Linked DNA regions of Mus musculus: all the other regions are linked to region 1. The links are chromatin contacts, called in public HiChIP or PLAC-seq and promoter capture Hi-C maps. All regions are on one chromosome and are shown on one strand. Each heading gives the region's core, a stretch centred on a gene start, on an enhancer-like site or on the middle of the called end of the contact. The rest is flanking DNA. Distances are from core to core; before and after follow the strand shown.

What was found. HiChIP or PLAC-seq counts read pairs in DNA pulled down with a chosen protein or histone mark. Capture Hi-C pulls out chosen DNA fragments and counts their contacts.
Region 2: a FOXA1 HiChIP or PLAC-seq map of pancreatic cancer cells shows a contact between it and region 1. The contact joins the promoter of Vat1 here to the promoter of Rab5c in region 1. A contact is called at or near these places in 3 of 39 promoter capture datasets (erythroid cells, liver and neutrophils), 3 of 115 datasets of contacts at active chromatin or transcription factors (astrocytes, pancreatic cancer cells and stem cell-derived neural progenitor cells) and 2 of 9 other capture datasets (adipose tissue and liver).
Region 3: a contact with region 1 is called in a promoter capture Hi-C map of liver, with 3 times the contacts expected there. The contact joins the promoter of Vps25 here to the promoter of Rab5c in region 1. A contact is called at or near these places in 3 of 39 promoter capture datasets (hematopoietic stem and progenitor cells, liver and neutrophils), 2 of 115 datasets of contacts at active chromatin or transcription factors (the SCID.adh cell line and pancreatic cancer cells) and 2 of 9 other capture datasets (adipose tissue and liver).
Region 4: a contact with region 1 is called in a promoter capture Hi-C map of adipose tissue, with 2.3 times the contacts expected there. The contact joins the promoter of Ifi35 here to the promoter of Rab5c in region 1. A contact is called at or near these places in 4 of 39 promoter capture datasets (hematopoietic stem and progenitor cells, liver and pre-B cells), 2 of 484 Hi-C or Micro-C datasets (B cells and CD4 T cells), 3 of 115 datasets of contacts at active chromatin or transcription factors (astrocytes, regulatory T cells and stem cell-derived neural progenitor cells) and 2 of 9 other capture datasets (adipose tissue and liver).
Region 5: a promoter capture Hi-C map of adipose tissue shows a contact between it and region 1, with 2.5 times the contacts expected there. The contact joins the promoter of Ptges3l here to the promoter of Rab5c in region 1. A contact is called at or near these places in 1 of 484 Hi-C or Micro-C datasets (embryonic stem cells) and 2 of 9 other capture datasets (adipose tissue and liver).
Region 6: a contact with region 1 is called in a FOXA1 HiChIP or PLAC-seq map of pancreatic cancer cells. The contact joins the promoter of Coa3 here to the promoter of Rab5c in region 1. A contact is called at or near these places in 1 of 484 Hi-C or Micro-C datasets (embryonic stem cells) and 2 of 115 datasets of contacts at active chromatin or transcription factors (extraembryonic endoderm stem cells and pancreatic cancer cells).
Region 7: a promoter capture Hi-C map of liver shows a contact between it and region 1, with 3 times the contacts expected there. The contact joins the promoter of Psme3 here to the promoter of Rab5c in region 1. A contact is called at or near these places in 1 of 39 promoter capture datasets (the C10 cell line), 1 of 115 datasets of contacts at active chromatin or transcription factors (embryonic stem cells) and 2 of 9 other capture datasets (adipose tissue and liver).

Annotation. Positions count from the first base shown.
Region 1 is chr11:100,736,257-100,740,095 of GRCm38.p6, forward strand. It overlaps Rab5c (RAB5C, member RAS oncogene family), which reads right to left and starts at 1,959. Exons shown (of 6, transcript NM_024456.5): 1 at 1,822-1,959.
Region 2 is chr11:101,464,624-101,468,326 of GRCm38.p6, forward strand. It overlaps Vat1 (vesicle amine transport 1), which reads right to left and starts at 1,576. Exons shown (of 6, transcript NM_012037.2): 1 at 1,085-1,576. The coding sequence starts at 1,510. Rnd2 (Rho family GTPase 2) reads left to right here and starts at 3,552. Exons shown (of 5, transcript NM_009708.2): 1 at 3,552-3,703.
Region 3 is chr11:101,252,194-101,255,698 of GRCm38.p6, forward strand. Vps25 (vacuolar protein sorting 25) reads left to right here and starts at 1,514. Exons shown (of 6, transcript NM_026776.5): 1 at 1,514-1,614; 2 at 1,838-1,983; 3 at 2,750-2,803. The coding sequence starts at 1,562.
Region 4 is chr11:101,445,938-101,449,818 of GRCm38.p6, forward strand. Ifi35 (interferon-induced protein 35) reads left to right here and starts at 2,475. Exons shown (of 7, transcript NM_027320.4): 1 at 2,475-2,685. The coding sequence starts at 2,665.
Region 5 is chr11:101,423,498-101,427,296 of GRCm38.p6, forward strand. It overlaps Ptges3l (prostaglandin E synthase 3 like), which reads right to left and starts at 1,831. Exons shown (of 7, transcript NM_001357574.1): 1 at 1,119-1,831; 2 at 658-771; 3 at 480-546; 4 at 283-381. The coding sequence starts at 1,126. It overlaps Rundc1 (RUN domain containing 1), which reads left to right and starts at 1,588. Exons shown (of 5, transcript NM_172566.4): 1 at 1,588-2,113. The coding sequence starts at 1,607.
Region 6 is chr11:101,276,468-101,280,317 of GRCm38.p6, forward strand. It overlaps Coa3 (cytochrome C oxidase assembly factor 3), which reads right to left and starts at 2,481. Exons shown (of 2, transcript NM_026618.2): 1 at 2,247-2,481; 2 at 1,503-1,985. The coding sequence starts at 2,460. The coding sequence ends at 1,873. It overlaps Cntd1 (cyclin N-terminal domain containing 1), which reads left to right and starts at 2,736. Exons shown (of 7, transcript NM_026562.2): 1 at 2,736-3,013. The coding sequence starts at 2,839. It overlaps Wnk4 (WNK lysine deficient protein kinase 4), which reads left to right. Exons shown (of 19, transcript NM_175638.3): 17 at 11-210; 18 at 361-458; 19 at 566-942. The coding sequence ends at 568.
Region 7 is chr11:101,314,867-101,318,375 of GRCm38.p6, forward strand. Psme3 (proteaseome (prosome, macropain) activator subunit 3 (PA28 gamma, Ki)) reads left to right here and starts at 1,347. Exons shown (of 11, transcript NM_011192.4): 1 at 1,347-1,622; 2 at 2,315-2,347; 3 at 2,463-2,525; 4 at 2,757-2,861. The coding sequence starts at 1,581.

The DNA.
Region 1 (3,839 bases), core at 709-3,208:
GCTACAATTTCTGAAAGCCAGAAGTGGCTGCAGAACCATGCAGAACTCTAGTGCCTCCTGTCTCACAGACAGCTTCTCCGCAAAAGGGCGCTTTGGAGTCAGAGCTGGAAAGATGTCCGGACAAATGCCAGAAACGCCCATTAGAAGGTTCCCTTGCTTCAGCTAGAACCCCAGGAATCACAATCCACTCCTTGGAAGGTAAGTCTAGCAGAAACCAATCCCTGTAAACAGGCAGGGGTCACTGGCCCTCTCCCTCAGAGGCACATGTTGAACAGATCAGAGAAACTAGGCTAGCTGAATCTCTGAGCCCACAGAGAGAGAGAGAGAGAGAGAGAGAGAGAGAGAGAGAGGATTGATTGATTGTTATACTGACTGAACACCGGAAACTGTCCAGAAGTAGGTTGGAAAGATCTCAAAGCAAAATGTTTAGCCTTTGTGTAGTAAGAAAAGCATCTTAAGTTGATCAGATCTCAAAAAACCAAAAAAAAAAAAGTTGATCAGAGATGCCCAAGGACTGAATGGCTTTCCCACTCTTCCTCCACTGCAAGACAGCAAGGGTCAGCTGTGGCTTCAGAATCAGGCTACTCCTCAGGAAGGCAGTCTCTAACCTGTACTTTGGCCGCATAACAAGAGAACCTTCCAGCTTGGTCAGAGATACCAGCCATTTCACACACTTAAGTCCCAAGGAAAACACAAGAATCCTGTGTCAATACAGTAGGGGAACTGGCACTTTCCAGCACACATAAGCAATTCCTTTACGGACGAAAACTATACCTGCCACGGTGATGTGGACTAACTGCTCTGTGAAAAAGTCCAAGCCAAGAGGGGAGTGGAGACTCTGGTGAGGAATGGACCTGTTGCTCAAGTGTATAGTGGTGTGTGATTCAGGGTGGTTAAGAGATGGTGCCTCAATTTCACACTACTCCTATTTGGTCTATTCTCCACCCCTATAGATAAGCAGGCAGCAGTCTCTCTAAGGAAACCACTCACATGCTCTGGAAGGACAGGGCTGGGCCTGAAGCAGGGGGGAAGGAGGAGGGGAGACAGAAGATAATGAATGGGCAGATCCTCCCTGATCTGTGATCTGTCCCTAGGATTGAGCAGAGCTCAGCTAAATTCTTTAGAGGCAGGAAGACGAACACACACTGAGAGAACTTAAGACAGGGCTGGGGGCATAACGTGCAGTCCAAGGAGAAGGCTGCCATTCCGTCTAAGTGACCCAGAATTCAAACTCTGCTGAGGTCCTCGTAAGCTCAAGAGGAAGTAAGGAACTGTAAGCGCGCAAAAACACTTCTGTGCGTGTACAACACTCTCATTCCGACATCCCCCCCCCCCCATCCCCGCATCTCCGAAAGGAAATCGAGATAAAGATAATTTCAGGGCTGCAGGGGGACAACTGGGTTTTTGGTTGGGATTGGGGAGTGGGAGGCGTAGAACACAGGAAAGGAAAACCAGGAGAGACAGCACTCTCCGTCACCTCTAAAAGAGAAGGGGGACAGGTTCCTTCGCACCTGGTAAAGACTCTTTGATTTTGAAAGCTGAGGGGGTGGGGAGCGGAACTTAAGAGTCCCTCTCTCCCACAAGTGGACTGGACAGGCCAGAGGAGAGCCTCAAAAGACTCCCAAAGGCTCCCGAAGGACAGGTTAGCGAAGGAAAGAGGAGCTCCCCCTTTGGCCTGACGCCCTGGTGAGCCCCTAAGAGGGGGCTACGGGTCGGGGGAGGGGTCAGTGTCCCCCTAAGCTAAGGTTGGGCAGGAGGAAAGGGTACCCCAGGGAGGCTACCACACAAGTGAGACACTGGCCCTGGGACAGGCACACTCACCGCGGCTCCGGGCAGCAGCGTTACTTTGGGCCGGGGCTTCCACAGACTCCGCTCCTCTCCCCCCCACCCCCGGCGGTGTCCCAGGCTCCGGCCTCCACTTCCGCCTTTCAGCCGCTCCGGATCCGGATCTTCAGCTCTGCCCCGCCTCTCTATATTCCCAGGTGACTGACAGAAAGAACAGACCAATGGGAGACACTCCGATCCTACCCACAATCAACGCGGGAAAGGAGGGAGAGTGCGCGCGAGGGATGGCGGGACTTGTAGTTCTCCGCACAGGGAGGAGCCGGGGGCTGCCTGGCACTTGGGTTTTGGGTGGAACCGGCTGCCGGTGGGGCGGAGCCGGTCCAGGCCTGCTTATCGCGTCACTGCCAGTTCCAAGTGCCGCGAGGGAAGGCGTGTGGCTGAGCTTTCCAAGAGAGCAGACAGAGGGCTGTTCATGCAGAATTGAGAAAGGAAAAATATGATGTTCACGTAGCCGCGCAGACCGGTCGTGTGCCCTCGGCAACTTGGAGAAGCCAAGCCCGCCCAGGAGGCTGATTGTTGAGGACATTCTATTATAGGAAAGGCGATGGAGTCAGGTGTAATGGCTCGATCCGAAGGCAGAGGCTTGCAGATCTCTGTGAGTAACAGCTAGGGTTATGTAGTAAGATCCTGGCTTAAAAAAAAAAAAAAAAAAGAAAAGAAAAGAAAAAGAAAAAAGAAAGAAAAAAAAAAGGTGATGAAATCTCTGAGAGCTCTATAGAATGGGCTCTCTGGGGGCTAGCGAAACGGCTCGACAGGTGAAGATGCTTGCAGCCAAGCCTGACTGAGTGCCGTGCCCAGGACTCACATGGAGTAAGACAGACTCCCACTAGTTGTCTTTTGACAACCACCCATCCACCCTCCCTCCCGCTAAATACTTGAAGAAATGTAATTTTTTTTTTTTAAAAGAAGGAGTTGTCTAGAGGATACTAAATGGTTGAAAAGGAGACCTGCTGCTGCCAAGGGTTGCTCTCACTCTCTCTTCCTTTCACATGGGCTCTCACTATGTAGTCCTGATTGGCCTGGAACTTACTTTGTAGATGGGTTGTATTTGAATTCACAGAGATCCTCCTGCCTCTACTTCTGGAGTGCTGGGATTAAACACATGTGCAACCACCACGACAGACTAAGCTTTCTTTCTTAGGCTCTGTTCCCAAATATACCAGACCCCCTCATCTCCCTCACTCTGCCCCCAGTCAGAATTAGCGCTCCTTCAAAGACTACCTGTGTTCTCTCTACCCGTCACTATAGATGAAAACCACTAACCCTTCTACCACAGGTCAGTTCTGTTTCTGTTGCTTCTAATTCCTTCTGTATGAATTAGGACCACTTTTTGTTTGTTTGTTTTTTGTTTTTTGTTTTTCGAGACAGGGTGTCTCTGTGTAGCCCTAGCTGTCCTGGAACTCACTTTGTAGACCAGGCTGTCCTCGAACTCAGAAATCCTCCTGCCTCTGCCTCCCTAGCGCTGGGACTAAAGGCATGCGCCACCACGCCCGGCATGAATTAGGACCACTTCTGTTTAACCTCATCCTCCAACACTGGCCTCTTTCTGCATCTCTCTCCCGGGGATACTACTCAAAACTTTTATAAAATCAAAGCCCACCCCCAGAGACCATGTAATGCCTAGGGCATGGAACAGCATCAGTCATACCCTGAAAGTTTGAGCTGAAGAATAGACCTGTCTGGGACAGCCTGCCACAAAGCTGTGCCCACATCCAATTTCATCTTTATCACCAAGGTGCCAGTTTCCTACAACATATGCACCATATGACATGCACAGACCTACACAGAAATGTAAGCTAAGAGAAGACAGAGCTTGGGAGAGTGAATTCTTAGCAGGTTCTTAACTGGTGACCAGCTCTTTTCTCCACCGACCTGCCCACTATAACAACACTATACCTAGCTTAATATCAAATACCTATCCAGGAAAGAAGAGTTCCTTATTCAGGAGGGTAAGAAAATTCCTGGTATTTCTTTCTAAGGCTAGAGAAATGATC
Region 2 (3,703 bases), core at 326-2,825, 730 kb after region 1:
GACCACAGCTGGATTCAGAAAGAACGACTTTAAGGAGGAGCTGTTTTGATGTTCAACAAATGCAGCAAACCCAGCAGGTTAGCAAAGGCTCAGACTGCTCTGGGGCAGCATCTCATGAAGGTGCTGGATTTGAAAAGAAACTCCTAAACACTTGATATAAAGAGGCCTCAATCGGGATCTCTCAGAAAGCTGGTCTTCTGTAAGTCTCATGTGGCCAAGGTTATGGCTGTGATTAATGATAAACGAGAAACAGACCGGCAAAGCTGGGCCAACCTGCTCAAGGTGCCACACCTCCCTACCCTAGTCCAAATGGGCTCCGCCTGGATTTCGGGGGCTGGGGTCCTCTGAAAGGGAGGAGGAGCAGCGGTTTGGGCCGGAAGTTCCCAAGGGTAACCCTGGGTCGTGGCCTGCTAGCTGAGTCACTGAAGAAGGGATGGAGTTGCAGTCACGAGAAAGCAAGCCCAAGACAAAGATGGGAGACTGATTCCCGCCTCCCCCACGTCAAATACCCGAGTAGTAGCGTAAGGCCCGTGGCGGTGGGGGAAGCCAGCCTCTCTGGGCTCCATGATGGGTGTGTCCCCTTTGGCCCAGCTCGGGGAGGGGCCGTCATACACCCCCATACACCACGGGGCTGCATGTGACTAGCGCTCTGGCACGGCCTCTGAGCCTCCGCCTAACCCCATCTACATAGCTTCTCAAAGCTCCCTCGGGAGGGAAGGGGGAGTTAGCCACCACTCAGAGTCACAAACCACAACTGCCCCGGGAGTGTTTAGTGGGCAGGGGTACAGGTGTGGTTTTACTTGGGGAAGGGGGTGGGAGGGGGGCGAGCAGGTCATCCTGCGCATGCGCCTGGGCGCCTTATTGTTTTCCCCCCAACTCCGCTTGGGGCGGCGGCCACTACTAAAAAATGCTTTGGGAAGGGGCAATAACACTGTTGCCAGTTCCCAGTAAATCCTTTTCCCAGACGCCTGGAGACATAAATTGCTTTCCATGTGTTCCATGTTTAGTCCACCCGCGTCCTTGCTGGCTTCCCGGCCCGGCCACACCCCCGGCACGCGCCCACTCCTGCCCTGCTACCGCTCACCTTACGGTCGCCGACGCCTTCGCCCACTGCCACTACCACGCCCGCGCCCTCCATGCCGGGGGTGACCGGCAGAGGCGGTAGTCGGTCGTACAGCCCTTGGCGGCCCATGAGGTCGGCGAAGTTGAGCCCACAGGCTCGCACGCGCAGCGTCAATTGACCCGGACCCGGGGCCGGGGGCACCGCCGGCCGGCTCTGCAGCTTCACCTTATCGTAGCCACCGAAGCCGGTGAGTACCAGGCAGCGCAGTGGCGGTGCCGAAGCGGATGCTGACGCTTCGGGGGCCGGGGGTGGCTGCGGGTCGCTTGCCACCTCGACTGTCGGGGGCTGCGAAGGCGCACCCTCCCCGGCTCCGGTCCCGGTCTCCGCCCCGGCCTCGGTCGCCGCTGCCACAGTGGCCGCCTCAGCTGCTTCCCTCTCCGCGGACATGGCTAGACTCGCGACGTGCGTTCCCAGCTGTACAGAACCGGTGCACAGCTGGGAAGGGCGGGACACGCGTCAGGAAGAGCGCAGGCTGCGGACACCAGTGGGTGGGGCGGGGCCTTGCTCGGGGGGTGGGGCTTCGCGGGCGGACTTAAAGGGCTAGTCCCTCTGCTGACCGAGCTGCGAGGGCGCGAAAAGACTAGCGGTGCAGGTGGAGGGTGGTGGTGTACGTGCGTGTGACTGATAAGCATGAGGAGATTCTGGGGCATGCCGAGTCTAAGACTTGATTTATTCGTAGAAAGCCTTATACGAATTAAAAGTTGTCGTGACACAGTCTGAAGGATAATTTAAAATCTGAATTTATAATCTAGCCACCTGTGGATCAGACTCCGGTGAAATTGTGCCTCAGGTTGAACTCTACCGTTTACTAATAAGCAGACTTTATTCACTATGTTCTTTTGTTTGCTTGTTTTTTGAGACAGGGTTTCTCTGTGTAGCCCTGGCTGTCCTGGAACTCACTTTGTAGACCAGGCTGGCCTCGAACTCAGAAATCCGCCTGCCTCTGCCTCCCAAGTGCTGGGATAAAAGGTGTGCTCCACCACGCCCGGCTTACTCACTATGTTCTTGCAGTGGCAAACTACAAGCATGAGAACCTCTAAGACAGGGTCTCACCATGTAGCCAGGTCTGGCCTGGAGCCTAGAAGGTGCCATGAATACAAGGCTGGCTCTGCCTCCGGAGTTCTGTGGTTAAAATGACATGTGCCACCACCTCCCTTTTCTTTCACACTCTCTTTTCCTTTTGTTGGAATTGAGGATAGAACCCAGAGCCTCATGAATGTAGCTCTACTCCCGAGTTACATCTCTAACTTAAACTTAACAGTTTTGGGTGTTAATGCTGTGTGTCTGTTTACTTTTTGTAAAACAGCGATGAGATTGTGTGCTTTAGTTACCTTTACACGGTTATTCAAAACGAGATAACATTAAAATGAACATCTTCGACTTAAAGAAGAGTTTTGTTTGTTTTGAGACAGGATTTCTCTATTTAGACCTGGTTGACCTGGAACTCATTATATAGACTAGAGTGGCCTCAAACTCAGGGAGATCTGCCTGCTTCTGCCTCATGAGTGCTAAGACTGAAGGCGTGCAGCACCATGCCCGGCTAAAGAAGGATTTTTTTCACTTATGTATGCATGTATGTATGTATGTGTATTTATTTGTTCATTCATTCATTCATTCATTCACTTTACATCCCGATCACAGCCCTCCAAGCCCCTTTCTCCATCCTCTTCTAGGCAAAAGATGTCATGCAAATGGCGGTTTGCTTATTGCTAGTCTGAGATGAGGCTGAAATTGGCTTTGGGGCTTAGCTCTGGCCCAGCTTAGCTGTCAAAGGATTCTAGCTTCCTTAGCCTTCCCTTTGCTCTTTCTACCAAAACATCCACCAGAGGACGCAAAAGCTCCCCTAAAACTTTCCACTCAGTACTTGGCTAGAGGAACTTAGTCCATGCTTCTAGGTTGGTCACAGGCCTAGATCCCGCCACCCGTCGTTATGGAGATAGAAAGCTATGATGTCACTAATGTAGGGTGGGAGTGCTAAGGTCCGTACTTCCATTTCCCTAAGCTCTGTCTGGACCCGAGAGTGGAGGAGGGAGACAAAAATCAAAAATCCTCCCTTTCCTAACATCTCACGCCCCCCTGTGTTCGGGAAATAGATTGCTGCCGCCGCGCGTGTCCGCCGCACTAGCACACCTGCGTGCACGCGTGGGCACACAGAAGGCTCAGGCCTTGCGCCCGTGTATGGAGCTTCGCAGCTGACCCTTCAGAACTTCGCCCTCGGTCAGCCCAGCCTCCATGCCCGAGGAACTCAAATAAACGGGGCTCGCTGGCCACAAACCCTCAGGCGCTCCTGGGGTCACAGCTGCGCGCTAGAGTCTAACTCGGGTCCCCCTCCCCTCCTCCCAGGCCCCGCCCCGTCCCGAACCCCGCCCCTCGGCTGTGCGGGTGGGAGGCGGGGCCAGAGGTGCGGCCCGCGGGCTAGGGGCGGGGCGGAGGGGGCCCGCAGCCCCGGGCGGGGGCTCGGCGCGGGCCCGCGAGATGCCGGTGTCGGCGGCCCGAGAGGCTGCAGCTGCAGCGGCGGGGGAGGAGGCGGCAGAAGCGGCGGCTGTGCCCGGGAGGGGGGCGGCGTGGGGGGCCGGCGCG
Region 3 (3,505 bases), core at 264-2,763, 520 kb after region 1:
AGACAACTACAGTGTACTCACATATCTAAAATAGATATATCTTTAAAAAAAACAGACCATGGACACAGCACACACATGTAATCTCAGTTCTCAGAAGGTTGAGGCAGTGGGATTAAAGGCTGAGCTCTGGGATAAAGGTGTGCTCAGCTAACATTTTTTTTTTCTTTTAAGATTTATTTGTTTATGTATGTATATGAGTACACTGTAGCTGTCTTCAGACACACCAGAAGAGGGCGTCAGATCTCATTACGAGTGATTGTGAGCCACCATGTGGCTGCTGGGATTTGAACTCAGGACCTTCAGAAGAGCAGTCAGTGCTCTTTACCTGCTGAGCCATCTCACCAGCCCTAACATTACTTTTAAATAGAAATAAAGTGAGCTACACAGAAAGGGAGGGAGGCATGATGATAGTGATATCCGGAAAGAAATTGAAAAATTGAGGCAACACGTTACTTGTAAAGGAAGAATGGCAGTTTTGAGTTCAAAAGGCAAAGGAAGAAAAAATGGGGAGGAGCTTTGGAGCTATGAATTAAACATTGTGACAGAGAGAGATTAAGGGATTCTCACAATAATTCTTCAGGGAACAGAAAGATAGACACAGGCGGACTATTTTGAATGAGGATAACAGGGAATCAATGAAAACAGCCCAGCTTCTTCTCGCTCTTTAAAGGTGAGCATCTCCTAGCAGCCCAAGGTCAGCCTTCTTTTCAATACACCTTTTGTTTAGTGCTCTTATCCCTTAAATGGGTTCATATTGCATGTCAGGTCAGAAGACTCCCAAACTTGTATTTCTAGATCCAACAAGGCTCCCCTGAGAGTCCAGTAGTGAGATTAGTCAGCGAGCCCGGGACTCAGTAAACATGTTCTGGTTGGTCTTCAGCAATTTTCCACAGCTCAGCAGTGGAAGTACTGTTGGGAGAATGGAAACAGTAATTCTGGTTTGGGAACTGACCCGTAGTTTAGGCAGGCAAAGGGACAGATCTGACTAGTGTAGGCTGGGTATGAGTCAGATGAAGCCAAAGGGATTCCAAGTCTGGGGTCTAGAAAGGAAGAGGTTAAGAGCTAAACGTTAGTTTTGATTCTTTGAAAAAAGCAATAAGTTTTGATTCTTTGAAAATCGCGTATAGCGATGCAAACCACACAATATGCTCCCATGATCCTACAGGAAATTTAAGAGTGAAGTCAACCTGGGTGGGAATGCAGGAAATTTCGGCATCATGAGTTTAAATTGGCAACCGACACGAAGGTGAAGCCTCCAGATGTGGATTCTAACTTGCGTTCGGCTGACCTCGCAATTTGCAGAGGGAAACTACGTGTCGTCGTCCCCCCCCCCCCCCCCCGCCCCCGTTTCCCTCTGTTTAAGCGACAAGACCCAGAACTCCTGCGCTTCATGTTGAAGTTTTTCTTTAGACAGCAGCAGATTGGTGACAAGAACCGTTCCCATCCCACTGCGGCGCCTCCCGAGAGGAGTCCGGAACCTTTCTGCTGTGCTGTCAGCCCGGACATGCTGAGGCGGAGACCGGAAGCCCCTTGTCGGTTCCGGGTTTTCTGGGCTACTACGATGGCGATGAGTTTCGAGTGGCCGTGGCAGTACCGCTTCCCGCCCTTCTTTACGTGAGGCTCAGACCCTGAGAAGCCCAGTGTAGCTCCCTCCCGTCCCCGGGGCCCAGGGCTCAGCCCTGATGATTCACTTGGGGTTCCGGGGGAGACGGGAGCTGCCGGCCGCCTTCCTGTCCAGCCAGCCCGTCACTGTCTCCCCCTAACGTGCTGCTAGGCTGGTGCTGCTGCCGCCCTCTTCCACGCTTTAATTCCTCGTCCTGCTCCCTTCGCCCGGCAGGTTACAGCCGAACGTGGACACCCGGCAGAAGCAGCTGGCCGCCTGGTGCTCTCTGGTTCTGTCCTTCTGCCGCCTGCACAAACAGTCCAGCATGACGGTGATGGAAGCCCAGGAGAGCCCGCTTTTCAACAACGTCAAGCTACAGCGTATCCTCCCTCAGGCTCTTCCATAGCCCACCCCCAGCCCCCACACACACGCACTCCCACACTTTTCTACATGCCCAGACTGCATCTCCCCACCTCCCTTTACCCACAGTAGGCAGGCTTCTATTCAACCTGGACTTGGGAAACAGCAAAACTAAATGGCAGATAATCATTTTATATGCACTTTTGCAGGCAGTGCAAGCTCCCTTTACCCTAGTTAATGAGTGCTGGGGTCTTTAAGTCCCAAGCTTTACACACTGGACCCTTTAAAACTATTTGAATCTCCTCTCTGTGAGCCTCAAATCCCAAACCATCTTTAATAATTTTTTTGACTTGCCCCACCTCTCCCAGGAAGTGAGGGTCATTTATTTTTGCTCTCTGATTCATAGGTAAAATTTGTGGAGAAAAAGGCACAGAGAATGAAGTAAAGGGTAACACCCTTTATTTTCTAAAACTCTTGCCTTTTATTTGAGACCTGATCTCTATAGCCCAGCCCAGCCTTGGACTGGTGATTCTCCTGTGTCCATCCCATAAGAGCTGGTATTACAGGCCTGTAACACACTTTGCTAGTTCTTCCTTCTAACTGGAAGTTTCTTTTTACCTCCTTTTCCAGAATATTGAGGAAATGCAAACATATCTTCTTCAAAAATTGCATGTATGTATGGCAGGGAAAGGAGGGGGCTAGATCATTCTTTATCGTGGGCCGAACTCCGAAAATGTTTTATTTAACCTAATTTACATGTAGGCCATTCCCTTAACCTTAAGCCAGGGAAACTTCCTGTGGAGTCAATTCAGATTGTATTAGAAGAACTGAGAAAGAAAGGTGGGTTCAGTTCTCAGATACCTGTTGGTTTGTTTGTCTGTTTAAAGATATATTTATTTATTTCATGTATATGAGTACACCATTGCTCTCTTAAGACACACCAGAAGAGGGCATCAGATCTCATTACAGATGGTTGTGAGCCACCATGTGGTTGCTGGGAATTGAACTCAGGACCTGTGGAAGAGCAGTCAATGCTCTTAACCACTGAGCCATCTCTTCAGGCCCCCTGGTTTTGTTTGGTTTGGTTTGGTTTGGTTTTTTTTTTTTTTTTTTTTTTTTTTTTTTTTTTGGTTTTTCGAGACAGGGTTTCTCTGTATAGCCCTGGCTGTCCTGGAGCTCACTTTGTAGACCAGGCTGGCCTCGAACTCAGAAATCCGCCTGCCTCTGCCTCCTCTGCTGGGATTAAAGGCATGCGCCACCACGCCCAGCTTGTTTTGTTTTTTAAATACTGTTTTTCACATGTCCTGTGGTATTTGCCTTCTTATATGTCTGTATGAAGGTGTCAGATCCCCTGGAACTAGAGTTACAGACAGTTGTAAGCTACCATGTGGGTGCTGGGAATTGAAGCCGGGTCCTCTGGAAAAACAGTCAGTGTTAACCACTGAGCCATCTATCCGGCCCCTCCCCTACTTTTTTTCTTCTTACTTGGGATTTTTTTTCCCCTGAGGGTACAACAGGGCAACTCTTCCTTTTAGTGACCTT
Region 4 (3,881 bases), core at 1,225-3,724, 710 kb after region 1:
TTTAGCTCCTTGGATACTTTCTCTAGCTCCTCCATTGGGGGCCCTGTGATCCATCCAGTAGCTGACTGTGAGCATCCACTTCTGTGTTTGCTAGGCCCCGGCATAGTCTCACAAGAGACAGCTATATCTGGGTCCTTTCAGCAAAATCTTGCTAGTGTATGCAATGGTGTCAGCGTTTGGAAGCTGATTATGGGATGGATCCCTGGATATGGCAGTCTCTAGATGGTCTATCCTTTCGTCACAGCTCCAAACTGTGTCTCTGTAACTCCTTCCATGGGTGTTTTGTTCCCAATTCTAAGAAGGCACAGTGTCCACACTTTGGTCTTCGTTCTTGAGTTTCTTGCGTTTATGTTCCTGGCATTTTCAATGAGAAACACAAGTGTCCTCAGAAGCAGGGAGTTTGCAACCAGCCTGGTCTACTGCAGTTGGTAGACAGAGCCAGTCTATATGATAGGTTTCAGACAGCCAGGGTGATAGTGAAACCTTGCTGTGAAGCCACTCCCACCCCTTACCACATGGACACATTCAGAAAATACAAGTATGTGGATGGTACTCAGGCAGGCAGGTGGATCTCTGAGGCTGAGGCCAGCCAGTGTTGCATTGTGGCACCATCTCTGAAGCATAAGGGAACAACTTCAGGTGCTGGCTAGTGCAGGGTTAAGGAGTTTTGTCCAGGGTACTTTCTGTCTTGTCAGTGCTAAATGACTCAGTGAAAGATTCATTAAGAGAAATCCTGGGGGCTGGTGAGATGGCTCAGTGGGTAAGAGCACCCGACTGCTCTTACGAAGGTCCAGAGTTGAAATCCCAGCAACCACATGGTGGCTCACAACCATCCGTAACAAGATCTGACTCCCTCTTCTGGTGTGTCTGAAGACAGCTACAGTGTACTTACAAATAATAATAAATAAATCTTTAAAAAAAAAAAAGAAATCCTGAGGCTGGAGACACTGGTGGTTCAACAGTTCAGAACTCTGCACTTAGCCAGGCAAGGTGGCGCACGTCTTTAATCCCAGCACTCGGGAGGCAGAGGCAGGCGGATTTCTGAGTCCGAGGCCAGCCTGGTCTACAAAGTGAGTTTCAGGGCAGCCAGGCCTATACAGAGAAACCCTGTCTCGAAAAAAAAAAAAAAAAAAAGCACTGACTTCTTTCAGAGGCTCTGAGTTCAAATCCCAGCAACCACATGGTGGCTCACAACTATCTGTAATTAGAATCTGATTCACAACTCTGGTGTGTTTCTGAGGACGGCTACTGAGTGCTCATATAAATAAAAGGGGGCTGGTGAGATGGCTCAGTGGGTAAGAGCACCCGACTGCTCTTCCAAAGGTCCAGAGTTCAAATCCCAGCAACCACATGGTGGCTCACAACCATCCTTAATGAGATCTGATGCCCTCTTCTGGTGTGTCTGAAGACAGCTACAGTGTACTTACATATAATAAATAATAAATAAATCTTAAAAAAAAAAAAATAAATAAAAAATAAATAAATAAATAAATAAAAGGGCTTTTTAGTTGGGCTGGTGAGATGGCTCAGTGGATAAAAGCACTGACTGCGCCAGACAGTGGTGGCTCAACGCCATTAATCCCAGCACTTGGGAGGCAGAGGCAGGCGAGTTTCGGAGTTCCAGGCCAGCCTGGTCTACAAGACAGCATGGTTACAGGACAGCCAAGGCTACACAGATAAAACCCCTGTCTCGGAAACAATAAAACCAACAAAAAGCACTGACTGCTCTTCCGAAGGTCCTGAGTACAATTCCCAGCAACCACGTGGTGACTCGAAACCATCTGCAATGTGATCTGACTCCCTGGTCTGGAGTGTCTGATGACAGCTACAGTGTACTTACACATAATAAATAAATCTTTTTTAAAAGAAAAAGGTTACCAATAGCCATGTGGATACTGGGAGTTGAACCTGGGTCCTCTGGTACTCAACAGCTGAACCCTTTATATTTTGGGTTTTGGAGGTAGGATTTCTCTGTGTACCTGTGGCTGCCCTGAAAAATCACTCTGTAGACTAGGCTTGACTGGTCACAGAGATCCACCTGCCTCTTTGAACGCTGGCATCAAAGATGTGCCGCCGCCACTTGACTCACAGGTTTTTTTTGTTTTGTTTTTTTTTTTTGGTTTTTTGGAGACAGTTTCTCTGCATAGCCCTGGCTGTCCTGGAACTCACTTTGTAGACCAGGTTGGCCTCGAACTCAGAAATCCGCCTGCCTCTGCCTCCAGGGTGACTCACAGTTCTTTAATCACAGCTTTTTGGAGGCAAAAGCAGACAGATCTCAAGGGTGTGAAGCCAGCTAGAGCTGCAGTACTGAGAGCCTGTCTGTCTGGAAGTCTTAAAAATCCTACCATGGTTTATGCTAGAACTGGCTGCCTGGGAAAGTCTTCCCTTTGCGGTCCCAGGAGCACATGCCTGACTGGGTAGTTAGATTTGATGACTTGGAAGGCTCCGCCCAAGGGTGGGGCTGTATGCTCAGAAGCAGAATTCACAGAAATGAAAGTGGAAGTGAGGCCGGCAAGCAAGCAACAGCAGTGGAAGTGTGTTTCAGACGCTGCTGGAGGCTGAGGAGACCAGAGCCACCTCTGAGGGGTCAAAGAGTTTAGTCCTTCAGAACTCTTCACTGCCAACCCTGCTCTGAAGCCCCAGCTTCTGCCAGACGTGAGAGCCATGTCTGTGACCCTGCAAACTGTAAGTACGGGAGCAGGGGAGCATTTGTCGCATGTGGGGAGGGGCGGGAACACAGTGTTCTAGGCTTAGACCTGCTCGGCTCAAGCCTGCTAAGGGTGGAAGAGAAGTAGAGCGCTTAGGGTACCTTGGTCTGTGGATCTTGTCATTTACCTATTGTCAAAACCAGGACTCTGACACCTAAAGTAAGGACCTTGATCATTCTTTTTGGTTTTTCGAGACGGGGTTTCTCTGTTTAGCCCTGGCTGTCCTGGAACTCACTCTGGAGACCAGGCTGGCCTCGAACTCAGAAATCTGCCTGCCTGTGCCTCCCAAGTGCTGGGATTAAAGGTGTGCGCCACCACTGCCCGGCCTTGATCTTTCTTTATGTGGATGTATGCTTCAGGGTTGTAGAGAGCTGTAAGCATCAAAGGTTTCTGGCTATTCTAAACAGCAAAGGGAATACTCTGAGGTACTTCCCAGCCAAAAACTCCTCCCCTCAGAATGCCATGTCAACCTGACCATTGGTCCTCTCTGGGACAGGTGGTCTTTCTAAGTGCCTCTGACTGAGGCCACCTCAGATAGGCTAGGTTGAGCTGTGAAGTCTGCCTGCCAACAGCCAGTGAGGCCTCAGGAGGAAGCACAGTGGGCAGCCACCTTCGAGGAGGGATCCAATGCAGCTTGTCCTCAGCAGCTCTGCCTCCCCTTGTTAGTCTTCTGGCACGGAAAACTTCCATTTATCTCCCAGATACAATAAAAAAAGGGAGCGATTTGGAGCCAAATAAGGAAAAAGCAATATTGAAGAGCCAACCTGCCTGGTTTCAGATCCTAGTTTCTTCAGACATGTTGCACTGGACCAAACATTAGCTTTTCTAAAGTTGACAGTCTAATCCCTTCACTTACTATGTAGGGATATTACACTTCTTCACAAAGATACCTAGAGGGAAGGCTAGAGAGCTAGCTCAGTCTATAAACTGCTTACCTTAAGAGTATGAGAAGAGGGGCTGGAGAGATGGCTCAGTGGTTAAGAGCACTAAATGCTCTTCCAGAGGTCCTGAGTTCAATTCCCAGCAACCACATGTAATGGGATCCGATGCCCTCTTCTGATGTGCCTGAGAAAAGCAACAGTGTACTCACATACATAAAATAAACAAATCTTTAAAAAAAAAAAAAAAAAGCACGAGGAGAAATTCAGTACTTAAGAACTGAGATAACCAGGC
Region 5 (3,799 bases), core at 581-3,080, 690 kb after region 1:
CCTGAGCAACAACAAAAGAGCTTGACTCAAAAACAAAAGCGAACAGACAAAAACCTACTTCCCCCAACAAACCCTGGTGGTTGCTGTCTAGACTAGGAGGAAATATATAGATTTCAGAATAAATAGAATATCAAATACACACGACCCAGAGGACTCCCTAAAATAGTGACTGGAAAGAAGCCAAACACAGCTCCAGATATAACTCTGATGCTTGGGTGCACAGAGAGAATGCTCAGATGAAGGGAGAGCACAGGAGTAGACCACTCCTGCACACACACTCACCTTTATATCCTCCTTTGTGAGCCTAGGCCAGGCCACCTTCTCCTTCCATTTCCTCACAAAGCAAGTAATGGAGCGACCAGAACGCTTATCCTGGGAGTCCTGTCAGACAGATAGCCTTATTTTTAGGATAAACTTCCAGTCTCCTTGCTTGGCCAGCCTTTCTTGTTCAGATATGACTATCCTTACCCTGCCCTCACCTTGGAGTTCACCTTGGCATAGAATTCAATCTCGTTATACAGCTCCACTCCATCACCATTCCTGCAGCTAAAGTTACAGTAAAGAGACATAGGAAGTGACAGGATAAGTTCTTGAGACACCAGGAGGATAGGAACGGTTCTTGAGACCCCAGGCCAGTCCACAGGGGAAGACTACTACCTGAACACGACGCGGTGGTCCTCAATGAGCACACTGACGTCGGTGCTGTCCTCAACGCAAAACTCCATGAAAACATATTTGGGTCTGTCGTACCACAGAGTCCGGGCAGGCTGCCTGAAGAGGTTGGAGGTGGGGCTTGGTAGGGGTGGGCAAGACTGAAGGCAATATGGAAAGGTGGAGGGAGGAGACAGTAGAGTCGTACGTGGTGCCACTGAACCAGACAGAGGGGAGTAGTGGGAGTGGGCAGAGGTGGCGAGAATAAACCCAGAGAGCCAAGGGAAGTAAGGAGTTAGAAAATACGTTCAGATCTCACCACCCCCTCTCACCCACAGTCACAGAGACGTGGAGTCTGGGGTGCTGGTGGGCAGACTCAGCGGCTTCTACAAATGTGGGAGAGGAAATCTGCAGGAAAACGGACAGGGGAATATGTAGGACCTGTATGATGGCGGCCTGAAACTCACCGTTCCATGGTGACTCCAGCTGCCCCGTGGCTTTTGGAGTCCCAAGAAAAGGCCTCTATCTTTAGATTCTAGGAGGCTCCTAGCAGCTGCCTCTCCTTATATGGTAGGAGGAAGGGTTGCGAGGGAGGGAAAGAAAGTTGGCTTGACAGCAAGAGTGATTTGGACTCCAGAAGGACACCGGGAGCGTTTTCTACATCTCGGGGTCTCCAGAAATAAACATATCAGAAATACAATATCTACTCTCTATCCAGGGAAAGGGCTACTCTAGCCCCTATATGCAGGAAGTTACTTGTTCTCGGTTTCATTCACTTGTTCCTCCAACTCAAAGTGTCTAATTCACAAAATGCATTAAAGTCCCGAGGGGGCGGGCCCTCCCGAGATTGGAGGAGTGCAAGACCCGCCCACCACTCGTCCAGGCTTCCCTGCCAGAGCCCGTTGCCATGGCAGCAAGGGGGCGCCACTGACGTGCGGGCGGCGTTTCCGGGAAGATGGCGACGGTGGAAGTGGCTACGGAGCTAGGAACTGTGGTGACCGCTGTCGGGCCTAAGGCGAAGGACGAGGAAGAAGAAGAAGAGGAGGAGGAGTCGCTGCCACCATGCGAGACTGTGCGCTGGGCTCCCGTGGGGGCAGTGGCCGAGGCCGGTCCTGGGGCGGCGACGTTCTCGGAGGCGGCGGCAGCCGAAGAGCCTGGAGCGGCTCCGGGCTCTCCATCCGACGCGACTGTCCGCACGCTGAGGCGGCTGGAAGCCGAGCGGCGGCAGCTGGATTCGGCCCTGCTCGCGCTGTCCTCGCACTTCGCGCAGGTGCAGTTCCGTCTGCGCCAGGTAGTGCGCGGGGCGCCGGCGGAGCAGCAGCGTCTCCTGCGCGAGCTCGAAGACTTTGCCTTCCGCGGCTGTCCTCACGTCCTGGGTTACGAGGGGCTGGCAGACCCTTGTGGCGGTGACGAAAGCGATGTGCTGCCGGGGGACCGGCCACGGGTGCGGGGTGAGGACCAGGTGAGTGTCTGCCGCTAGTTCCGGATGCGGATGAAGATGATGCAGGCGGGGAGTTTGTGGGTGGTGATGCTGACACGGACCGAGGTAGAAAGGGTGAGGAGCGACCGAGCTGGAAGTACTATAGGCACGTGTATGCAAGATAGAGAGAAGAGTCAGGAAGATGCAGAAAGACATATGGCGAGCCTTAAAGAGTATTGAAAAGGCAGTTGGTAATGGAAGCCGTGCTGCCTCTGTCGACTTTGAGGTACTTGAGTGTGTATTTGTGTCACTCTCTCTACCCTGAAGTATATACCCTGAGCACTTATTGATAGAATGAACATTGGGAACGGGAGAAGTGTTAAGTGAAAGGGAAGTGAATTGGAATCCATGGAAATTGAAATTAATGCCCCGTGCTTTTTTTGGCATATAGATAGGCTGTGATCTTTATGCTGTCTTATCTCAGTGACGGCTTTGGTGAACAGACACCATCCCTTGGCAGTGGAAAGAAACACACCTGACTATAAGGATGTCCTGACAGTGTTTTCAGACTGCTCTGCCATCCTGGTTAATAACGGGGTTCTCTGAACGGGGCCTTCTGACTGACCAGTGCGTTCTTCAGTACACCGAAGAAGCAAGGAAATTCTGTAAACCACAACGCGGGAAGATTCCTTACAAACTTTGAACGTCTGGAAGCTGGAAGTTTTGAGACAGGCCGCCTTTTCCGCTTCCTGTTGTGCAGATTGCAGTCCACATGTGGCTTTCTTCCCACTCAAAATGGTTTAGCCAAGAAAACTTATTGGTAGGAGATAGTGACTTATGCTGATCTGAAGTGTTTCCAGTTCCTTCCTTCTCATACCCATATACCCTTGCACAAGGAGCAGTCAACCACAAGTCAACAGACTTAAAAAGTGGCCAGGCCCTGTCCAGTATTGAATGCCATGGAAGGTCCTGGGCAGAGATGGTACTGTCTCTATTTTTTATTGTCACTTTCAGAAAAAATTGTCAAGGTAATGACATAAAAAAATTGTCCTCGCTCTGCCAATTAAGCAGCTGTATTGTTAAGTACATTCTTTGGGCAAAATGATATATTTTTTCTGCTTTGGGGGGGGCAAAGGGAACAGTCTTGGGGGTGGCACCCAGGAAGTTGCATGTTGTAGACAAGCACTCTGTCACCAATTAAGCTATGTCCTCAGCTCTTGAAAATTATTATTATTGATTTTTTTTAAAAGACAGGCTCTCTGACCCAGAACTTGCTATAGAATCATCTTGAAGTTTTTTTGGGTTTTAGTGTGTGTGTGTGTGTGTGTGTGTGTGTGTGTAGGAGCACAGTGCTGGTGTCACAGCCTACTTGTGGAGGTCAGAGGACAGCTTTTAGGAGTTAGTTCTCTCCTTAGAATGTGAGTTCGAGACATCAAGCACAAGCCATCAGGCTTGGTGTTCCTAACCTTGAATTTCTCCTCATCCCACCTCCATCTTCTGGATACTGAGATTATAGGCAGGTGGACCAACCGGAGTTAGTCAGTGCTTGGGTTTGAACCCAGAACCTAGTACACTCGAGGCAGGCACACTACCAAGTTAGCTATCTCACCAGTCTCTCCCAATTACCTTCAACTTTATCTCAATGTGTACTGGACATTAAACATATTATTTCCTGCCTTGCCCCAGAACTTATTTGGTCTTGCTGATAAACTTGTTTGATTAATTCCA
Region 6 (3,850 bases), core at 1,231-3,730, 540 kb after region 1:
GCATCCTCAGGCACTTGTCGGAAGTGGAGGCACTACAGACACTACAGAAGAAGGAAATCGAGGACTTATACAGCCGGCTTGGGAAACAGCCCCCACCTGGTATTGTAGCTCCAGCTGCTATGCTGTCCTGCCGCCAGCGCCGCCTCTCGAAGGGCAGCTTTCCCACCTCCCGCCGCAACAGCCTGCAGCGCTCTGATCTCCCTGGTCCTGGTGAGACCCCTTTTCCTTGAGACTCCTTCCCCATCGGCACGGTCTTCTTCCAGGCCCTGGTGGTCTACCCCTTGGTTCTGGGGGACTAGGCCCCCCTCCTCGCTGCCCCTCCCTCCACTTAGCGTTCTCCCTCCCTCATCCTGCTCCCAGGCATCATGCGAAGGAACTCTCTGAGTGGCAGCAGCACCGGCTCCCAGGAGCAGCGGGCAAGCAAGGGGGTGACATTCGCCGGGGATATTGGCAGGATGGTGAGGGGCGGGCCCAAGGAAGGGAGAGCCGAGGGCATGGTGGCTGGCAGCAGCTCTGCCTTCCTCTTCTTTGGACATTGCTTCAGCATTTTTCTTTTCCCCTCCAGTGAATTCAGACCAGAAGTCCTATGTCTCCCCAACACCAGGGCCCCACCATGGCCCATGGCCTCTCAGAATCTGATGTTTTTTGTGACCAACTCAACTCAGCAAAGAACACCCCAGCACTGAGTGGGTAGAAGGCCCGTGGGCACGGAGAGTGCGTTGTGTTGTATCCTGAAGAGTCAAAACCTTGCGGGTTCTCTTTGCTGTGTGGAAATCTCATTTCTGTAGCCTACCCCACCTGCCCTCCCCAGGCAAGGGCTGACCACTAAGCAATCCGAGTCCAGATGCTTGCGGAAGGCCAACTTCCAGCTGGGAGAGTGGAGGGGCTGTGCTCCTGCCACCAAAGTCAACAGCAACCAATAAAAATACTGAGGAGAAAGGCTGTGGGTCTGTATCTGTCATGCCTTAGGGACGGGGTGGGGGACAAAGACTTGTGAAGCAGGCAAGAAGGGTGAGGAACTCGAAGCCATTCTCCTCTCACAATGGAAGGCAGGATGGAAGCGGCCCAGCTTTCTGGCTTTTTGCCACCAGGTCATGAGGAAACTACATGACCAAATGATCCAATGGCCAAGGCATGATCCCCTCCAGACCCCACCCTAGGCCTGTATAGGCAGGTACCAGTAAATGTTAAAAGAATGAAGTTACTCCTTGCTCATCCTTCACCTACCAAGCTAGAGACAGGAAAAGGCCCGTGCCATTAAGAGTCTGTTCTTGAAGGCAGAGAACAGAAGAGTGACCTTCTTCTACCCCCTAAGACCTGGGTCAGTCTCAAACAGTCCAGTAATCTCTCCCTTAAATCAGGTGGAAAGATCTCACGGAAAAAGTAATTCTAGTTAAACATTTACAGCTCCCTGGGGCAATGCCACCGCTGCAGCTAGTGCCAGGGAGCTTTCCAGCGTGAAGTGCCATATGTCTCTCTGCCCCCACACACTAGCTTGGCTTCGGGAGACATGACTCATTTTATTACTTTAACTTGACCCTATCTTTCCCACTTTAAGGTTCCAACGCTGCAGTTAAGCCACACCCTCCCCCTTAAGAGTCGGGGCCCCTGGGAGGTGAAGGGGTAAACCACAAAGTTTGGGTAAAGGCAAGGTTGCATACCTCTCAAACAAGGAAATAAAAAGGGCTGAGTAACTGGACAAACTGCACGTGAAGTGAGCAATCCCCCCCTTGGCAGCGGCCAAATGCATAGTCTCTGGCTTCTTGGGCTCAATCACACAGTCCGACGTTAGTGTGCCAGTGATGCTGTAAGACCACCAGGCATCATTCAACATATACAGGGGATCCAGCAGTTTGAAGATGGTCCATACAGTTAGGGTCCCGAAGCTCGCTCTCTCTCAAGAGCACGGGCTCGGGCAGCTTTGGCTTCATCTTCCAGCTCATCAAGGAAACGCTCTTGGGCCACCGAGTAGAAGGTGTAACCATCTGACGGAGTGGGTTCAGGAAACCACAAAGCACATGGGCATTCCTTTCGTCTAGCCACCCTTGCTGTTTTCCCAAATTAATGATTTTGGATTGCCACCCTTTTGCTCCTTTTGAACCCTTAACCAATTGTTATTACTAAGCCAATACGCGCTGCGTATATATAGTAAGATTAGGCATGAACCTCATTTGCCCGCACATTAAAAGCTACACGTCTTGTTCCCTTTTCCCTAACCCCATATGCGGTATAGCCAGGACGGATACAAATAGCTAACACCAGGGCCCCGATGCCCAGGCCGGTCATGATGTTCCGGGTCCGCCGCTGTGGCAGTGTTTTCTGCCACTGGGCAAGTTGCACCTGCCGCATAAACTGCAACTGCGCTGGGGTCAATTTCTCCCGCGACGGGTCGATGCGCTGAGCGAATGGAGCATTTCCATTCTTAGCATTCAGAGGGTCACCAGCTCCAGGGGCCGCCATGTTGCTGCTCCGCCCTAAGCCGTCAAGCCCGGAACTCGCCAGGAATTGTAGTCTTTGACTTCAGCAAGGAACTCTGGGAGCTGTAGTCCACGTGGAGTTTTCTGGGTAGAGGCAGGGTCTCTCCGCCCTAGAGGAGGGACAGGAAAGGTGAAAAGCGCCCTGCTTTCTGATTGGCTGAGCTCTCTGTGTCAGTTGGGGCGCGAAAAGCTGTTGACCGTTCGAAGCCGTGGTGGACATTATGTTTTTTCTCAGATTCGAAGCGAGGGCAAACATATAGAAAGGGAAGGAAGAATCCAAGGTGTGGCAGAAGATTCTGGAAATAAGCTAAGGAGGCCAGTTTATGGATCCCGTAAACTGTCCAAGTACTCCGAAAGACTTATGAATATGGAAGGACCCTTGAGGCCCAGGCTGGTGAACTGTAGTGACTTTCAGTTCGGAGTGGTTACCACAGAGACTATCGAAAACGCCCTGCTTCACTTGGCCCAGCAGAACGAGCAAGCCGTGAAGGAGGCTGCGGGACGGACGGGCAGCTTCAGGGAGACCCGGATCGTGGGTGTGGATGCAGAGTGGGGAGTCAGGTTTACGGGAGGCAGGGGAGCGTTGATCTTTGTTTTTCACTCAAATATTTTGCTAGTACTCTTGTTGTGCGAGGTCGTGGGGCTTATAAGCGATGAACGAGGCTTACTAGCACTCTTTTTTTTATTTCTTAACCCCCACTTCCCTGCACCACTCCCCACGTGCCTTTTTTTATTTTTATTTTTAAAGACAAAGTCTCACTGTGGAGTCATGACCTGGAACACTCTCTGTAGCTTAGGCTGGCCTGGAATTGACAGATGTTCTGACTCCCAGATGCTGGGATTAAAAGCACACGGCATCATGGGGAGTCCCCCCCCTTTTAAAATTAATGTATGTCTGTATGAGGGTATCCAATCACCTGAAACTGAGGTTATAGACAGCTGTGAGCTGCCATATGGGTGCTGGGAATTGAACCCTGGTCCTCTAGAAGGGTAGCCAGTGCTTCTAACTGCTTGAGCCATCTCTCCACCACCAGCCCCCTTTACTCTTCTTTCCATAAACGTGTTTAGAGTGCTTATCATTTACATTGCCTGGTATAGAAAGAGGGAACTGCAATCTAGCCATTGCTCTCAAACTATGTAGTCTTTAGGTGGGAATTGTTAACATATGAGCAAGTGGATACAAATAACGGTTAGAGTGATTGACACAGAGAATACAAGCTACTATGAGAATTTAAAGGAGTGGTAAGATGAGGTCCAGGGATTGAATGATACCATGAATAAAACTTGGGAAAACAAGAGGGAGGCTGGGAGCGGAGGGTTTAGTTGTCCAGGTTGACCAGAGCATATGGAGAAGCAATAGAGAGTAAGGCCAG
Region 7 (3,509 bases), core at 97-2,596, 580 kb after region 1:
CCATCTCTCCAGCCTGTTTGGTTGTTTTGTTACTTTTTAGATATGGCCTTACTCCGAAGCTCAGGCATTTAAAGTCATTATTTACTATGGCTGCTTGCTTACTTTCTAATGTGTGCGCAGAGGTAATAGGACCACTTGCAGGGGTTCTTTCTCATACTGTATGTGTCTAAGGATTGAATTTACATAGCTAGGCTTACAGGCGAGTACCTTAATTCCCACTATGTCATCCATCTTTTAGGTCCTTGTAGCTCAAGTTTCCTGAATATTTTCCATTTAGTTGGTTGACCCGGTGATTTGGAAATCCAGATACAAAAGGCTGACTGCATTGTAATATAAATGTTATTGAAAGTGGCTAAGCCGGGCAGTGGTGGCACACGCCTTTAATCCCAGCACTCGGGAGACAGAGGCAGGCAGATTTCTGAGTTTGAGGCCAGGCCTGGTCTACAACGTCAGTTTCAGGACAGCCAGAGCTACACATAGAAACCCTGTCTCGAACCCCCCTCCCCCCGCCAAAAAAAAAAAAAAAGAAAAAAAAGAAAAAGAAAAAGAAAAGAAAAGAAAGAAAAAAAGAAAAGAAAAAGGAAGTGGCTAAAGTTATTTAATTTTTAAAAAATGTGTCTGCTAGAAGACTTTACCCTATATACATGATGCGCACATTTCTAGTCTCTCCAGAATACTTTTCTGGGGTCTAGCACATACCCCTACTCCATTTGATTGCATGGAATAACACAAACTAAAAGATACACTGCCTAATTGTTGAAAGAGGAGATGCTGTCTCAGACTTGCGTTAGGAAAATGGTAACCTTTTTCCTCTAGAACTGGGAGGATTTGATTCTAGTCAAGTCATTGGAAGCAACGTGTTGTGTCTTAGATAAGCCACGAGGCTGTTTTGGGCGTGAATTTGTCCTTCAGGTATTTGGTATCTGAGGTCTGCACGTTTATGATAACTTTCCCCGGAAAGCCCGGTGCAATGGAACGCGTCTTCGGTTTGACACTAGCCCGAGGGACGGGAGGCGGGAGTCAGCAGTCACAGCCCGGAACCTTAAACTAGGGACCCGGGCCGCGGGCTTCTCCGGCTCACGTCACTAGGGCGCGACGCCTACTCTTCCAGAAGCCCCGGCACATGAGGTCCCACGGTGAAGTCGAGTTCCGGGACAATAAGACACATCACTCTTGAGTCCCCAGGAGGTTTGGATCTCAGCATCCCTGTCCTAGGTTGACCACCACAGGGCACAAGGCCCGGAAGCTCCGACAGCCCCTCCAGGAACCTGTAGAACTGAGTATCAGAGCGGCTGCGCAGGGCACGTGCTCATCCTCCCCGGAGTGCCGGCGATTGGCTGTGACGCAACTTCCGGCGTGAGCGGCGAAAGCCGGGAGGGCGAGCGAGAGAGCAAGCAGCCAGCAGGCGGGCGGGCGGGTGGCCGGCCGGCACGGAGGGAGGGGACGAGCAAGCGGTGAGCAAGCCAGCGAGGGTGCCCGGGTCCCGAGGGCAACGGAGATTCCTCAGGCCCCTCCGGTGCCCTCCCCGGAGCCCAGAGCACCTCCGGCACCCAGCGGAGCGGACACGGCCCGGCCTGGCCATGGCCTCGTTGCTGAAGGTGGATCAGGAAGTGAAGCTCAAGGTAGCGGCATAGCTCCGGCCCCCTCATCCCTCCCTTCGAACCCCCAGCAGTCGGATCTGCTCCCCACTCCCTATGTCGTCTTTGTCTCCCTGGGGACACCAGCTCTGAGCTTCCGCCTGGCTCAACCCAGCCCCCCACGCCTGGAGACGGCATTGGAGAGGACCGTATAGGGTGGCTTTCTGTCCTGCTTCTGGTGATGGAGTGCACCAGGGACTCCTCCGCGGACACGTGTTAAACTCAATGCTTTAGGCTAATGACAGGTGGAAGTCCCCTGGCCCAGCCACGTCCCCGCCCCCGGACGCTGCCACTGACCCTGCCCTTGGAGGCTGGCTTACTGCGTAGGATGGGGCCAGGTCTGGGTGGGAGTTGGCACGTTTGTGAGCTCACTTCTTCCAGTCTGGCTTTTGTCTGCTTATGAAATTGAGAGGGTTTTAGACAACTGGAGGGAGGGACAAAGGGAGGTGAGGGGTGGGTAGGAAGGGAGAGAAGGGGAGACAGGTGCTGGCCTGTAACCCGAACATCCTCTCCCGAGATGGAGAAATGGATCTTGAAAAAGATGAAGTATTTGCAGTCTGGGGGCCTCTCACCTTCTAATTATAATTTCAAGGTGAGGGCGAGACAGCTGGATTTGGGGTTCCCCATCCATGCCCTTGTATCACTAGGTGTTAAGTTGCTCTCTCTGTTCATTGTAGGTTGATTCTTTCAGAGAGCGGATCACAAGTGAGGTGAGTGTTGTAAAGGAGAAAAGTGGTGATGGTTAATAGCTGGGGGTGTCCCCAAAAGATCTGTAGTGAGGGACTGTCCCACGTTTATTAATTCAGGTGTATTCTCTCTGTCTAGGCAGAAGACTTGGTGGCAAATTTTTTCCCAAAGAAGTTACTAGAACTTGATAGTTTTTTGAAGGTGAGAGACACTTTTGTTTCTTTAAATTACTTCTTTGGTCCCTGTCTTTGTGACAGGCGGGGCAGATTGTGTGTTGATTCTGTTCTCTTGTGTACTGTAAAGCATTCTTTTTTTTCTTCGATTTCACAAGAAATACTCCTCTCTCTCTCTCTCTCTTTCTCTCTCTCCTTGTTTTTGATTTTGTTTTAAACTTACACTAATACTGTTTTGGGGTGAATGCCTCTCTTTCAGGAACCAATTCTAAATATCCATGACCTAACTCAGATCCACTCAGACATGAACCTCCCAGTCCCTGACCCCATTCTCCTCACCAATAGCCACGATGGACTGGATGGTGTGAGTGTCTTGCATTTATGTTTGTGTTCTTAGTATTTTATGTTTTGGTAAGCTTGGGGATGTCCGGAGTATGTGGGATTTGCCTGTGGGGTCTGGGGTTCTGTTGTAGGTGTGGTGATTGTAGGATGCTACTTTTTGGACCATTAGTTTCAGTTTTGGCAAGGTAAGTTATGTTAGTGCTGCTCTCAATGTTAGCCCAGGTTTTCATTAGTTCTAAACTAGCCACAGGCTTCCTTCAGCTACCTGGCTTTCCGCCTGCTTGGGAATAAGCCTTTTCTGTTCAGTGTGCTGTGCTCACAGATGGGAGGAACAGCTGGTTTTGCTGCACAGCTGCAGTCTCTGTCTTTACTTGCTCTTTGCTTTGTTTTTGAGACAGCATCTGACTATGTAGCCCTGGCTAGCTTGGAACTCCTTATGCAGGCTAGGTAGACCAGGTTGGCTTCAGACTCATTAAGATCTGCCTGCCCTGCCATCTAAATGCTAGGCTATTGCCAGCTGGCACTGATAGTGTATTAGTTGCATGTCTGTATTGTGTTAGAACGCCGCCTATGCTATAGTTTGATCTAGATTCCTGTGGCTTGGTATTTTGTTGCTGTTGCTTGGTTTTTTTTTGTTTTGTTTTGTTTTTTCTGTCCTAGAAGTTGAGCC